2 separate regions of the Mus musculus genome follow, and region 2 is linked to region 1. A link is a contact called in public HiChIP or PLAC-seq data. All regions are on one chromosome and are shown on one strand. Each heading gives the region's core, a stretch centred on a gene start, on an enhancer-like site or on the middle of the called end of the contact. The rest is flanking DNA. Distances are from core to core; before and after follow the strand shown. Region 1 has its middle 85 kb from the start of Gm41913. Region 2 overlaps Agap1 (ArfGAP with GTPase domain, ankyrin repeat and PH domain 1).

What was found. HiChIP or PLAC-seq counts read pairs in DNA pulled down with a chosen protein or histone mark.
Region 2: a contact with region 1 is called in an H3K27ac HiChIP or PLAC-seq map of neural progenitor cells, with 7 times the contacts expected there. The contact joins two enhancer-like sites. A contact is called at or near these places in 1 of 15 datasets of contacts at CTCF or cohesin (the NIH/3T3 cell line), 4 of 484 Hi-C or Micro-C datasets (bone marrow-derived macrophages, embryonic somatosensory cortex, hemogenic endothelial cells and 1 more) and 5 of 115 datasets of contacts at active chromatin or transcription factors (T-cell acute lymphoblastic leukemia, embryonic basal ganglia, fibro-adipogenic progenitors and 2 more).

What each region holds. Positions count from the first base shown.
Region 1 is chr1:89,301,243-89,304,345 of GRCm38.p6, reverse strand. No RefSeq gene overlaps it. Among named protein-coding and RNA genes, the nearest start is that of Gm41913, 85 kb to the left of the region's middle. Within about 2 kb of position 1,490, at least 59 of the 459 cell types and tissues checked have an H3K27ac peak or open chromatin away from gene starts, as enhancers often do. A contact at or near this core is called in neural progenitor cells, where this site is marked.
Region 2 is chr1:89,521,753-89,524,684 of GRCm38.p6, reverse strand. All of the region lies in intron 1 of Agap1 (ArfGAP with GTPase domain, ankyrin repeat and PH domain 1), which reads right to left. Among named protein-coding and RNA genes, the nearest start is that of Gm41914, 58 kb to the left of the region's middle. Within about 2 kb of position 1,279, at least 28 of the 459 cell types and tissues checked have an H3K27ac peak or open chromatin away from gene starts, as enhancers often do. A contact at or near this core is called in neural progenitor cells, where this site is marked.

The DNA.
Region 1 (3,103 bases), core at 241-2,740:
ATCCTGAAAGTTTCCTATACCCTCCCTCTACCCTGCTCCCCTACCCACCCACTCCTGCTTCTTAGCCCTGGCATTTCCCTGTACTGGGGCATATAAAGTTTGCAAGACCAGGGGGCCTCTTTTTCCAGTGATGGCCAACTAGGCCATCCTCTGCTATATATACAGCTAGAGACACGAGCTCTGGGGGTACTGGTTAGTTCATATTGTTGTTCCACCTATAGGGTTGCAGATCCCTGGTAGAACTCGTTCTTTCATAAAGTTTCAGACACGCATGGCTGTGGAACCACACTCCTATTAGCACTCAGGCGGCTAAGGTTGGAGGATATTAAGTTCAAGGATAGCCTGGGCTACATAGTAAGACCCCCCTTTTAAAAATGGTTTTTTTCTTCTTTCTGTAGGGGCTGGAGAGATGGCCAGAGGTCGAGTGTTTGCTCCTCCTGAGAGGAGTCCCATTTGGTTCCCAGCGCACACATGGAGTGGCTCACAATTGCCAGTGAGTCTAGCTCTAGGGGATCTTTACATCCACAAGTGGTATACACTGAGAGACACATAGATATGCACATAAATAAAAATAAAAGTTCCAAAATGGGGAGCACTCACATGATGCACAGACACATGTGCAGGAAAAATACCCCCCCCACACACACACACATAAATAAAATACAAATTAAAAGCAGGGCAAAGGTAATGTGGTCAGGTGTCCCAAGTCATTTTAGCTTACTTCCCTGGGTTAGTAGCATTGATCTTGACCTCAGAAATGTGCTTTGCAACCAGGATCAAATGCTTCAGAAATTCTGGTAGTAAAACAGGGGTACCTACCAAAAGCTGTGCCATTATCTCTCCGAGAACACCCAGAGATTATATTTGCAGTTGATGTGATCTTAAAAAGTGAAAGAGGAGAAACGGTGTGTAATGGGATCAGGAGTGCCCGTGCAAAATGTCATCACAGCTGTCCCCTCCCCGGCTCCCACCCTGTCAGGGTGCCCCCCCCTCCAACTCAGCTGCCGGAACCATCTGAATGAGTTTAATGATCCATTCCTCCAAGGGGCCTGCGAGTCTCCTTTGGCTACCACCGTCAGCTCATCGACTGGACTCATCAGCTGGAGGGATGGGAGACATTTGGTGCTACTCTTAACCCTGAACTCTGAATCATGGCGTTCCTCTCTGCGCAGCTTTAGGGGATGATGGAGAACCTGAGGGTGACTCAATCAAAGCTAGCAGACGCGCTGCAGATCCGGAGAAAGATCTCCTACAAACGTAAATGTAACCGAAAGCGGGATGCCATTTCTTCTTGTGGCGGGGCTCCCGTCAGGCCTGGTGTCAGATCCCCGGACCCCCACTTCTCACTAAGCTTTGCTGAGGAGCCTCCTGGGCACTGGGCTGCATGGCGGCCGAGTCGGCTGAACGCTGAATTGTCAAACTGTGTGTCTCACGGAAGACGCGGAAGACGCGTGTTTGCCGACCGTGGGAACAGCCTGTGCTTGGAGAAGCATCTTCCGCTTCCCATCTCTGTCTCAGGGACTTCAGGAGTCTCATCCGCCTCCCCTCCCTGGCAGGAAGCCTTCTTTAGTCTCATTTGTTCCTGATGTGGTTTCTGTGGTTTCCAAAGAGAGCAGAAATGCCCAGCCGTGCTGGTTTCCTCTTTTTCTACAAACCCACTATTATCTCCCTGGCGTTTTCCTTTGAAAATGATTTCTGGGTTGAGAAATGCTTGTGTGTGTGTGTCTGGAAGATGCAGCGTGACTCCTCTGCATCTCTCACACTGTCGGGCACCCTGAAATGTTGCTGTTTGCTTCGTGGGCATCATTTTGGCTGCCAACCTCTCTCTGGTGGGCGTAGACAATGTGTCTGCTCTCCGAGAAAGCTTCCCGCCCCCCACCCCCAGACTGAGGGTGGGGGCGGGGCATGGACTGGGCCCACAGCTAGGCAGGCATGGGGACAGAGGCCAGCTGTGACTGCTGACTGTCTGGGATAACACGTGTTCAGGACCTTGACTTCTTTCTTAACAGGAGCACCTCCAAGGCTCCTTTGAGTCTCAATGATTTTATTTCCTTCACACAACCATTGGCTTTACACATGGTAGGATGCCCCCCCTCCCAAACCCCCAGGTCCCGCCCCCTCCCCCCTTCCCCCCAAGAACTGTATTCCCTTTACAGAGTTCATGTGATAAGTCTTCATCTTATGCCATTTTCCAAGTGAGACATCAGGGCTTTGGGAAATGGTGAGTCAGAATGGTAGAACTCACTCAAACTCTTCTCTCAGGCACATTGTGACAGACCCAGAATAGGCCCCTGGATCACTCTCCAGTGTCACAGGAACCTTTCCTGATAGAACCTATCCTTTCCTCTCCAGAGGGAGTCTTTAGTTCTTCTGTGTACCTGAGCCATGGGGTGGGCCAGGTCTCTGAGCAGGCCAGGTCCAAACATGCATCTCTATACGTAGTTCCCAGGACATCATTGGAAAGGAGATAGGGGATTGACTAAACAAGCACAACTGTAGGACTGGGAAGCCATGAGGGAGTGGTAAGCTCTGGGTTCTGTCAGCAGAGCCCCAAGGTAGAGCCCTGTAGGTCACCTGCCCTGGCCTGAGTTCATGGGCCTCAGTGTGTCAGGTGTGGGGGAGGGTGGACTGGTGACTTTGAGGACTTCACCCAGGTTGTGGTGCCATCTGCCCCTTCGCGCGACCCCAGTACTGTCACATTTAAGACGTGGGTGTTTTGTTTCTCTTCTTTCATAACTGAAAAGGTGGCCTGAGATGTAGGCCCTGCACAATGATCTCTAGAAAGACTTTTCTAGCCTGGCGTGTGTACCCATCTGTTTCATCAAGAGCCATGCCATTGGCTGTGGAAGTAGAGAAGTGGCTGGAATTCTGTAGGGAGGAGAGTGGCGGGGGGCAGTAGAGTGAAGGGCAGGGAATGCCCACAGTGAAGCAACTGAGGGGAAATGTAATCCCCTGTAAGAGGCACTGCCAGGGAGGGCGTAACCCATACCTAACCCCGGTGGTGACACCGGGGGATTTACTGGAAGTTTTCTGCCACCACCAGCCTGGAAGGAGCACTGTACAACAGATCAGAGAGAAGAGTTGGGCTGGAGGGTGGATAGAG
Region 2 (2,932 bases), core at 30-2,529, 220 kb before region 1:
ATCACCTATGGTGTGTATGTATGAAACAACTGATCCCCTTCCTGCTAAGTATACATCCGCAATGCAAAGTCTGGCATGGCCAGCAGGGGGCAGTATAGGCGAGCAAGAAGCTAAGTCTAAGATCCCACTATCCACTTAGATTACTCACTTCCTTCCCTTCCTGCTGCTTCAATCGCCTTGTTTGCTGAGCATGAGTCTACAATTACCGCAGAACAAAAAATTTAACCTATGTGTACTCTTAAAATTCCCCTAAGAATGTGCCTCATCTCTTTTTTTATACTACCTGAATAAACAAGTCTGAAAGCCTAAAAGCCAAAAATTCACAGTATATGCACTTAAATGTATGTCTGTTTGCATGGTGATGATGTGTTTATGCTACAGTCAGCAAACACAGCTTGCTTAATGAGGCAAAAATCTTTGTCAGTTTTATAAAGCAAAGTTCATGAGAAATATTTAATATGTAAATAAAGCAGTAAAATGTGATCGAAAAACAAAAACAAACAAACAAACAATAACACACCTCACTAATACCACTACAACTCATCGTAAGACTTTAAGCCATTGTTTATTAAGTTAGACTCTCAGGCCTGTGGAGGTCATCAGCAGCCCACCTCTGAGAAGAGTGGATTATCCCACCCATTTCAATGACTCCCTTCACCACAAACCCAGAGGGGTCAGGAAAAGCTGGCTGTGTGCATTCCAGCATGCAAGCCTGCAAAAGTTCTGCCATCCACTGCAGGGTGAGGCACTCAGCTAGCATGCAGGACTGAAGCTGTAGCCCATAGCTTGCCAGCCACCTCAGAGCTGGGCAGGTAAACAAGGGGCTAACAGCTAGAGATGGCTGACTCTAGATGCTCAGTGACCCTCAAAGATAAAAAAGCGGCTGACTCCCACTCCACTGTTCAAAGCCCCTTTCCTCTGACCACAACTGACAGCAGTCAGAAGACAAAACTGCCTCTCTAGGGCTCGGAAGCCTCTGCCCACCCTGTGTCTATTCCCAATTGTCTTCAGCCTGGTGAGGGAAGGCGCTGCCTCCCCAGCCATCACAGCCCCAAGCACCGTCAGGGCCAAGGCCAGGCTTCTGCTCCCACAGAGACCATGGCCACTCCTCCCAGGGAAAGGAGGCTTGGAAAGCCAAGGTAAAGAACTTCAGTAGAAGAGGAGCGGACGATGGACCACTGGGAAATACCAACTGCCGAGGGGCCAGCTATACTCTGGAGTGAGCCAGGAAAACACGCCGCCTACGAGCTGTCTCCACTGGAAGAGTCTTTAAACATCCCCTCAGCAACAAGTTTCCCCAGCACTGTGCAGCAGGGCACTGCAGTCTCTGCAGTCAGCCTGTGGCGGTGGGCTGGCATCTGTGGCAAGATGGATCTGTAGCTCAGGCTGGCAATCTCGAATTGAGATAGCCGTAAGAGGAAGTTAAAGCAAACACTGGTGACAACCTGTGGGCTAAAGGAAATGCAGAGACTGGCCAAACAAGAGAATTCCAGAGCCCCACATCAGTGAACATAGCTTCCTGGTGGTGTGGCCTTTGGAGGGTCTACAAAAATCCAATGACCATTTTGTACCTAGATCTTGCTATGCGGAGAGGCCATTGGTCAGAGACACCAGTGCCTCATCATGGAGAATGAAAGGAAGCCTGAGAGGGACTAAAGACCACACAGAGACAGGTATGAGGGGTGGAGCCCCAGTGTTCTCTTTTTCCAGGGCACCTTCCCTGAAGTTCTCATTAAACATCAGCAGAACTAAACTGTGCATAGAAAATTACTGTTCCTCCTCCATCAAATGGCTCTACTTCCATTCCTGAGACCCACAGGAAAGGAGTCACAGCAGCCAGACCTCATTCTACCCCACCCACCACACCCCAGCATGCTTCACAGAGACCCTCAAGCTGCTGGCTGCAGTAACAAACCCCAGCTACAAAGCTGCTCTTCGGTAAAATAGATTGTTACAGGGCCATTGTGGGAACTCTCTCCGAGGAGACACAGAGCATCGTCTTCAACCCCCTCTCCCTTACAGGGTACCAACAACAAAACCACACAGTAAGATTCCACTGTAGCCCAACGGGAACTAAGGGAAGCACGGGAGAGGGGTTATCTCCAGGAGCAGCTGCCACTAGGAAGCCTCGGCCCCAGCATGGATGACAGCTTCCCCATAGCTGTATAGGAGTCCTACTCGCAGTTAACATTCCACCGTCTACAGTACTTCACCCAGACCACGTGCAATTTAGCCAGAATTAACATATAACTGGCCAGTAAGTGCAAAAGAGTGTGACTGAGCTCAGCCGAGGGTCCAATGAGCCTCCCTACACCTCTCCTACTCTGAGGGAACGCCGCCTGTCAAGGAGTCATGGCTTGAGAGTCTCTCGCACGTAGCCACGGCTGTTCCCGTGACACCCACACTGTGCTCAGAGGACAGCGCTCCACGGCAAGGACTGAAAACAAAAGGGTGTGTTTCGCCCTTTCAAGAAGGCCTAGCACACAGCAGGCACTGCACAGGCTGAGCTCGGAATCTCAACCCCATACCTGTTATTTTGACTTGGCAGAAGCGCAACTCAAGGACAGCTGTGTCTCTGGCTGCCTTTCACTCACCAGCTGTCTGGAGCTCAAGCAAGGATCTTTCACCCTTCCACTGGATTCTCCTTTTCCACCCAGGAGGCTTTGCGAATATACAAAGCAGGCAGCAGGTTAGCAAGCTCGGTTAACAAGGGAGACAGAAGTGATTCTGTTACTGTCAGGTTTATATACAGGTAATGTGTTTTCTCTACTAATGGCTCAAAATTATTCATTTCAAGCCACTGGCTTTTCCAAGCAAGCAAGGATTTAGTGAGCCTTTCCAGTTTCGCCAGCACAAGGATCAACTACAGGCCGAGCGGGGCAAGTAAACGCAGCGTGGACCTCATGTCCGGGCCCTGGTTGTTCTGAATCCA